2 separate regions of the Bombyx mori genome follow, and region 2 is linked to region 1. Evidence: chromatin contacts called from public Hi-C data. All regions are on one chromosome and are shown on one strand. Each heading gives the region's core, a stretch centred on a gene start, on an enhancer-like site or on the middle of the called end of the contact. The rest is flanking DNA. Distances are from core to core; before and after follow the strand shown.

Region 1 (3,199 bases), core at 692-3,191:
TTGAAAGGCAAAAGTGACTAAGCGACAATGCGTGAACTTTACAGTAGACTAATTTAAAGTTGAAATACCTGAAAAAAATTCTATTTTAACGAATCTAGCTATAGGATTGAAATGATTTTAATAGTCCTAGAAATATATTTTTTTTGCGCATCGAATATTGGTTATTGCCTATCATTAATGTATAAAGCAGTTATTGTCGCTTAGTCACGTTTGCCTTTCAAGCGTCGATATGTATGTAGTTTTTTATGAAATAGCTTTACATCTGATTATTAACGCTATGATTTCCTAGACGCATATGCTTACGGATTATCCTAACGCATCCAAATCTGTGTTTACTCGAATGAGGATTTACTAAACGAATTAAACACTTCAATATTAAAGACAAAAGCCACATTATAACCGCTTGAACAATAAGAGTAATTTGAGCCGGCCGTCGGCATTTTCAAAGCGAACACACAACCTTTTATATCGTCTGTCGTATGAAAATGCTAATTATAATTATAAAAAAAAAACATCACTATGAACATTCAAAGAATTCATTTACACATTTCTCAATAAAGATCTTCATTAAAAGCCAAAATCAAAACCTCACTCGGTCGAGGTTCGATTACATTAATTGTTGAATCAAGATTATGATGCGTAACTTAAAAAATAATCATAATATCCTTACTAAATACTTTCAGGTATGAATATGTAAATATTTCGTAGAAATTATTCACTAGTGTCTTAATATGGATTGTAACCATTTGCAAAGGTTAAGGTTTTAGTTCAAATGAAGCAAATATTTAACTACAATGTTTTTTTTTATGGTTTACTAATGGCCCGGCGGTTTTTCCAGTTTCATTCACTAGGACAGGTAGTTTAATGTACCAATCTTTGTTGTAACAACAGTGACATGTAAGTCTTCTTTTTAATTCTATCTTCTCAAAAGTCTACTTGGACTATCTAAATTGATCTTCATTTCAATATTTCGCTCAATACAAATCGGATATTTTAGTACCGAAATTGTAAATTCACACCGATATTGCACAACAAACAAAATATATTTTGTCATGAAACAAATCTAACAGCTCTAAATTGATTAGAAACGATAACGTTAATTTGTGTTTTAGGCCAAAATTACAAAGTTAAATCGCGTGAGAATCTCAAAATACTATAGGTATTTACCTGGTGGATGATGCAGTAATGGAGGACCCGGGAGGAAGGCTGCGGCTACTGCAGCTTGAGCATTGAAAGCTGCTGCATAGGCCACGCGACTCGCAACAGAGGCCGGCAGAGGAAACTGAGGAGTGTAAGCCGACCGGGGCTCTCTGCTCTCAGATAAATTGAGTACTCTATCTCCATCTCTGCTCTCGAAGTATCTCTCTCTGCTCTCCCGATTATCGGAGAGACCTAGCAGCTCTTGGATGGCGAATGGAGAGCGCTGGGGTGCTCTGGGAGCGCTTGCGTTAGCGCTCATCGCTTGCATTTTGAGCGAAACAGTATCTGACCACTCGCTACGATCTCAGCTTACATAACTGAAGACATGTATCTTTGTCTTGTTTTTTTTTTGGAAATTTTATCACAATATTAGACCATTCGTTTACAAGTCACACTAATTCAATGTTTGAAAATTCACTTAATAATTATTAAACTAGAGTAGATTAGGCCTCGCTTAGGCTACAAGTTTACTTAAAGTTAGAATTTAGGTGCGATTGAAATTCGCGGAAAATTGTTGGTATCGTGTTAAAAACGCGACACGAGCGCTCTGTCCGGCGTCCGCAGCGCTTCTGAGCGGTACACCGCCGGGCGCTTTGTAAAAACGAGAGGACCCCCCTCGGCGTGCTGGCTCCCGAGGTTCACTGTCAAACCATCGTATTTCACCACCCCCCCGATACACGTTACGACGTTTCGGAACTGAAACGCTTACGGCAGCCGCAACGACGAAAGGACACAAGCGGATCCCCCGCTGACTTACAATGCGCCGTTTCGGAAATCACTCACCAGCCCCCCGGGCCACGCAGGCGGAGCCTACTTATAGCCAATACGGATATTTTGTTACCGCACTCTATTGGCCAGATTTCTTCGCGGGGGACACGCCTACGTGACGCCGCAGTACTCGAAACGGAGCCTTATTGGCAAGCGAATTAAACCGACATTGTATTAAATGGCAGCGCTGATATAATTTTGATTAATTGTGAGAAATGAATAGTCCGTGGCGTGGGGGCCAGGGGTCGGCAGACGGGGGTCGTGTACCGGACAGCCGGTATTATTCTATATTTTCTTGGCACTTTGCTTTATTATCGCGCTACTTCAATGGCCTCCTCTGGTACAAAACGACATTCGGTGTCGGCCGCATAATGTGCCATTATCAATCATTGGTCGTGCTCTACACCTGCAGCTCTACCTGCGGGTAGAGCACTTGAGGAATTCTTGTAGAGCTTAGTGTATATTCATGTTTCCTGTGTTTTGTGGTTTTTTTTTTAATAACTTGTAAATAATTTTGTTAGTTTAGTTTATAAGATTTTATTGACCAATGGTTTATTTGTAGATAATTGTTAATAAAGTTTTAGATAAAAAAAGGTTAAAAACCCAATACTTGTTTTGATACATTAAAAAAATTATAAATTTAATAATGTATAAATCTAGTTCTAAAATTTCGACTAAGTAGTATAAAGTTTATGAGATGGCTTTAGTTTTCGCTCTAAGCACACTCATTGACAGTGACAATGCCGATGTTCACGAGCAACGACAACCATACAGACAATTTAATTTTCTGAATAAATAAAAATATAAAAAAATCATTTGTATATCCACCACTAGCGTTAAACGAGACGTAAACTATTTATTTAGGTATTTAACTTTATGCACAAGACATGGCGGGGTACCGTAAGACGTTTCAGACCTTCCTTCTTAAAAGCTACGCAATGAACTCGACCACTCTATCAAGAATCAAACGACTAAGAAGACAATAGTAGGTAGGTACAGTGGCGGACTGATGCTTAAGGCACTCGCTATCAGTCAAACAAACGTGCTGTGGCATTGCCTTATCGCATTAAAATATATTGTATCACATTCCAATAAATATACAAGAGAAATATAATCTCTATGTGGAATAGGGATCGCAGCGCATAAAATAAAAACTACACTATTCCAAAATCTTCTATTATAATAGTAATTAATAATTAACACTAATTTTATTACGTCTTACTCATTTTTC
Region 2 (3,500 bases), core at 206-2,705, 46 kb before region 1:
TTCTTGACATTCAAGTTCTAATTTTCGATTATCATTTAAAATTAATAATCCATCAAGTAAAATGCATCCTATATTTTTTGTACTTAGTAATTTCATCTGACAATTAAAAAAATGTACCTTAATCTGAGTTATTAGTCGGATTTGGGTTTTGGTGCTATTTAGTCTGAGTTATCGAGTGCTGTTAATACGCTACTGGTGGTAGCGCGTGTTGGGAACTCGCAAGGGCAGGTACCACTATATTTCCGGAAAAAGAAAACATTCAGTCACTTTGTAAATCATCGCTAATGATGAAAATTTCTACACCATAGCTTATTAATATATATTTTTTTGGTTTAAAATAGTAAAATTGGCAACACTATTTATTGGTCTACCAATCCACAAACGTAATGGATACAACGGATCAGTATTAAATCGTTCATTCATTCAAAAAAGTAAAATAAAAATTAACCCAAAACCAGTATAACAGAAACACCATTAAAAATAAACTAAATTTAAAACATTACCTGTGTAAAATTGTCGGACTGCTACATTACATGAAACAAAAAAAAAATAGAATTAAAAATCTTAAAACTGATAAATGTACATAATATGTATGTAGGTATGTAATAAAACCAAAACTAGACGTGTCTAGAAATTTCGTGGTCTATAATATAAAAGTCACATTTGTAAATGTGGAAAGATTCCAAATTCAAATTGTGAAATTCAAATAAATTTCTAACGGTTAAAAAAAGCCACAGTCTTAAGAAGAAGCGGTGATACAAACACAGGGAACTCTTTTAATACGATTAATTCTATCAAGCGTATCGAGACTGAAGTTTATTGACTGGCGACGATAAGACCGTTATAAATTGAGCTTTATGAATGTGTTATTAAGGTAAAAGTTTCCGCAAACGGACACTCGAATCTTTTATGAAATTAAACAATAATTTTACATGCGTATTAATATATAAACCGATTCTAAAACAAAATCATTGGTTTAGAGATTGGTATAGGCACGAGCAGATTTGAGGTCGTTGTGGCCTATGGGATAAAAAGCCATTCGGCGGGGTTCAAATCAATGATAGTAATCCTTCTAATCAAACACAAACAAAAATGACATCCATGTTGAAATATAACATCGCGTAATAATAAAAAAAACGCGGAACAATTTAATTTTTAAAATCAACGTTGGAAGCTCATGTTGTAGGCAGATGTAAGTACCACTTCCCTGTTATATATAGTCTTCATACTACCCAGCTGAATCTTCCACTTGTCTCGATGCGGTTGATGACATTGTAAAATTCATGGGTCCCAGTGATCACTTAGAGCCGTGAACTCATTCACGCGTCTAAGCAGCGAAATCTTCGCAACGCGTCAATCGAAAAAAGTTCACCGCGATATCGCATTACACGTTATTTGTTCCCGCACGGACAGGTGTCAACAAAAATCGACGAAAAACGACCGAGGCCTTGTACTGAGCTGCTAAAGGTCCATTGTACTGCGGCCAGAGCCTTTTGTGACGCGATATTATGATCTTGGGCTTTTAAGCAACCGTCCTGGTCAGCGTTCGTTCTTTTTGGGAATAATAATGTTCGTGGATTTTTTTTGAGCATCAATTGACACTAGGGAACTTGGCTGCTCGTTTTATGAGATCATAATCAAACTACTGTTGTTTTAAAAAAAAAAACAAGACAAATTTGTTTTAGCATCAATTTAACTAAAATTTAAACTCATCGTGTTATAAGAATTAAACATCACTTTCATTTCAGTTATTGTTGTTTTCAAAAAGCCTTTTTATACTAATCCTTAAAAATGACTAGGTCCTGAATCTTTTAAATACGATTAAGGTACAAAAAATAATAGATTAAAAAAACTAAAAAAATACGCTTATATAGAAAATCCAACTAAAAAATAGAAATTAAATTTTAATAAATTTGAATTAAAAATAGTGTAAGAAAAAATGATTTTATTGTGAAAAAAGCGTGAAAAAAGCGTCACGACATTACGGAGCTGGAGTGTGAGAGAGACAACGAGATAGTCCTGTTTCGCACACATTCTTTATTTTATCAATAGTTTATCTTTTTACGGATAGTTTATAATTCAATGTTGCTTTCATTTTCAATTTCATTTTTAAAATGAATTATGCGCTTAAAAATGTACATACAGTGTTGAAAAATGAAACCTGGGCTTCAACTTTATTGCTCAAGGAAAAGATTTTTATATAATGACGAAAAAAACAAATTGATTAACTAAGCCAAATTTGGTCACCCTACGACGTCAGTAATACCAGGGGCAAAGACAGTCAGGTCCACTGTGTCCTATTTATACGTAGAACTCACATGATTGACAATACAAAGACGAGAATCAAGTTTTCAGTACGAATGGTACCGAGATTTATTGAGAGAGATCTATTAGTTCTCAGTTCCACTGAGTTTCTCACCGGATCTTCTCGGTGGGCCACGATTCCGACCCGCTGATAAGGTCAGCGAAGCACTGCTCTTGCTAGGGTCAGTGTTAGTAATTCTCTCAGGTTGTGAAATTGTGGGCTCACCTTTTGGACTGTTAGTAGTTGGAATAGCCCCACTACCAACCATTATACCAAGATAAAGAATCTGAAGAAAAAAAAAACTCACATCGCACTGACGATCATATTAAATACCTACATTTAATTTAAAAAGAAATCATAGTCCAGTCAAAATAGTTAGAAAACAAGTGTTAGCGGGATGATCTAAAGATTCCAAAGATATTTGTTTCAGGTTTGTGCGAGAATTTAAAAGTTACGGTGTAAAAAAGCTCATTTATACATTAACTCTGAAAACATTACACTCCTATAATGGCTTTAAAGCGTGATTGTGATCATACTTTATTATAATTATATTAATACGGTTTCTGTATTGAAACTGCATAGTCTACGTATTTTTTTAAAAATCAAAATATTATATCCCTGACACAGCTTATATCTACGTTGATAGTAAACGCTACTCGAATAGATCTTTTTTTTTTGGTAATTTCAAATCTCTTTCCTTTTATGAAAGAAACCCACGTTTCCTTTCTAAAATTTTTATCGGTTGGGCTGTATGCTCCGTATACCTTCCACATATAAAGCTAATAAAAAAAAAACATCCATGACAGATTTCAGTTTCAATTTCGAATAGTTTATACGCGCCCATTAATTACTAACCTCAAACGGCCTACATACCTATATAGTCGTCACGTGCGAAAACTTAATGTTCTCATTAAATGAATTGTCGTAATTATCATATTGTTCACACATTAGAAGGTGAAGTTTACACAAACGTACCGAACATAATGTAATAATGAAAACGAAACAATATAACTCAATTAGTGCATGTGTTTTATATAGCTTGACAGATGTAAATATGGAGTTTTAATCTATATATATATACACGTATGTAAGTCGAGGTGGATATGTTTCGTGTAGAAATTTTCGGGAAGTCTTCAGAGTGGCCTAGATCACAGTAAAATCAAAGATGGACCAGCAAAATGGGCCGGGTTTGAGT

What was found. Hi-C and Micro-C count contacts between places; a contact is called where the count stands out from the background.
Region 2: a Hi-C map of posterior silk gland shows a contact between it and region 1, with 2.0 times the contacts expected there. The contact joins the enhancer-like site here to the promoter of LOC101740372 in region 1. A contact is called at or near these places in 2 of 7 Hi-C or Micro-C datasets (posterior silk gland and whole pupa).

The regions. Positions count from the first base shown.
Region 1 is chr18:12,805,029-12,808,227 of ASM3026992v2, reverse strand. LOC101740372 (visual system homeobox 2) reads right to left here and starts at 1,941. Exons shown (of 8, transcript XM_062673754.1): 1 at 1,168-1,941. The coding sequence starts at 1,468.
Region 2 is chr18:12,849,961-12,853,460 of ASM3026992v2, reverse strand. The region is part of intron 2 of LOC101740372 (visual system homeobox 2); the gene reads right to left. Among protein-coding and RNA genes, the nearest start is that of LOC101740372, 45 kb to the right of the region's middle. Within about 2 kb of position 1,455, at least 1 of the 8 cell types and tissues checked has open chromatin away from gene starts, as enhancers often do.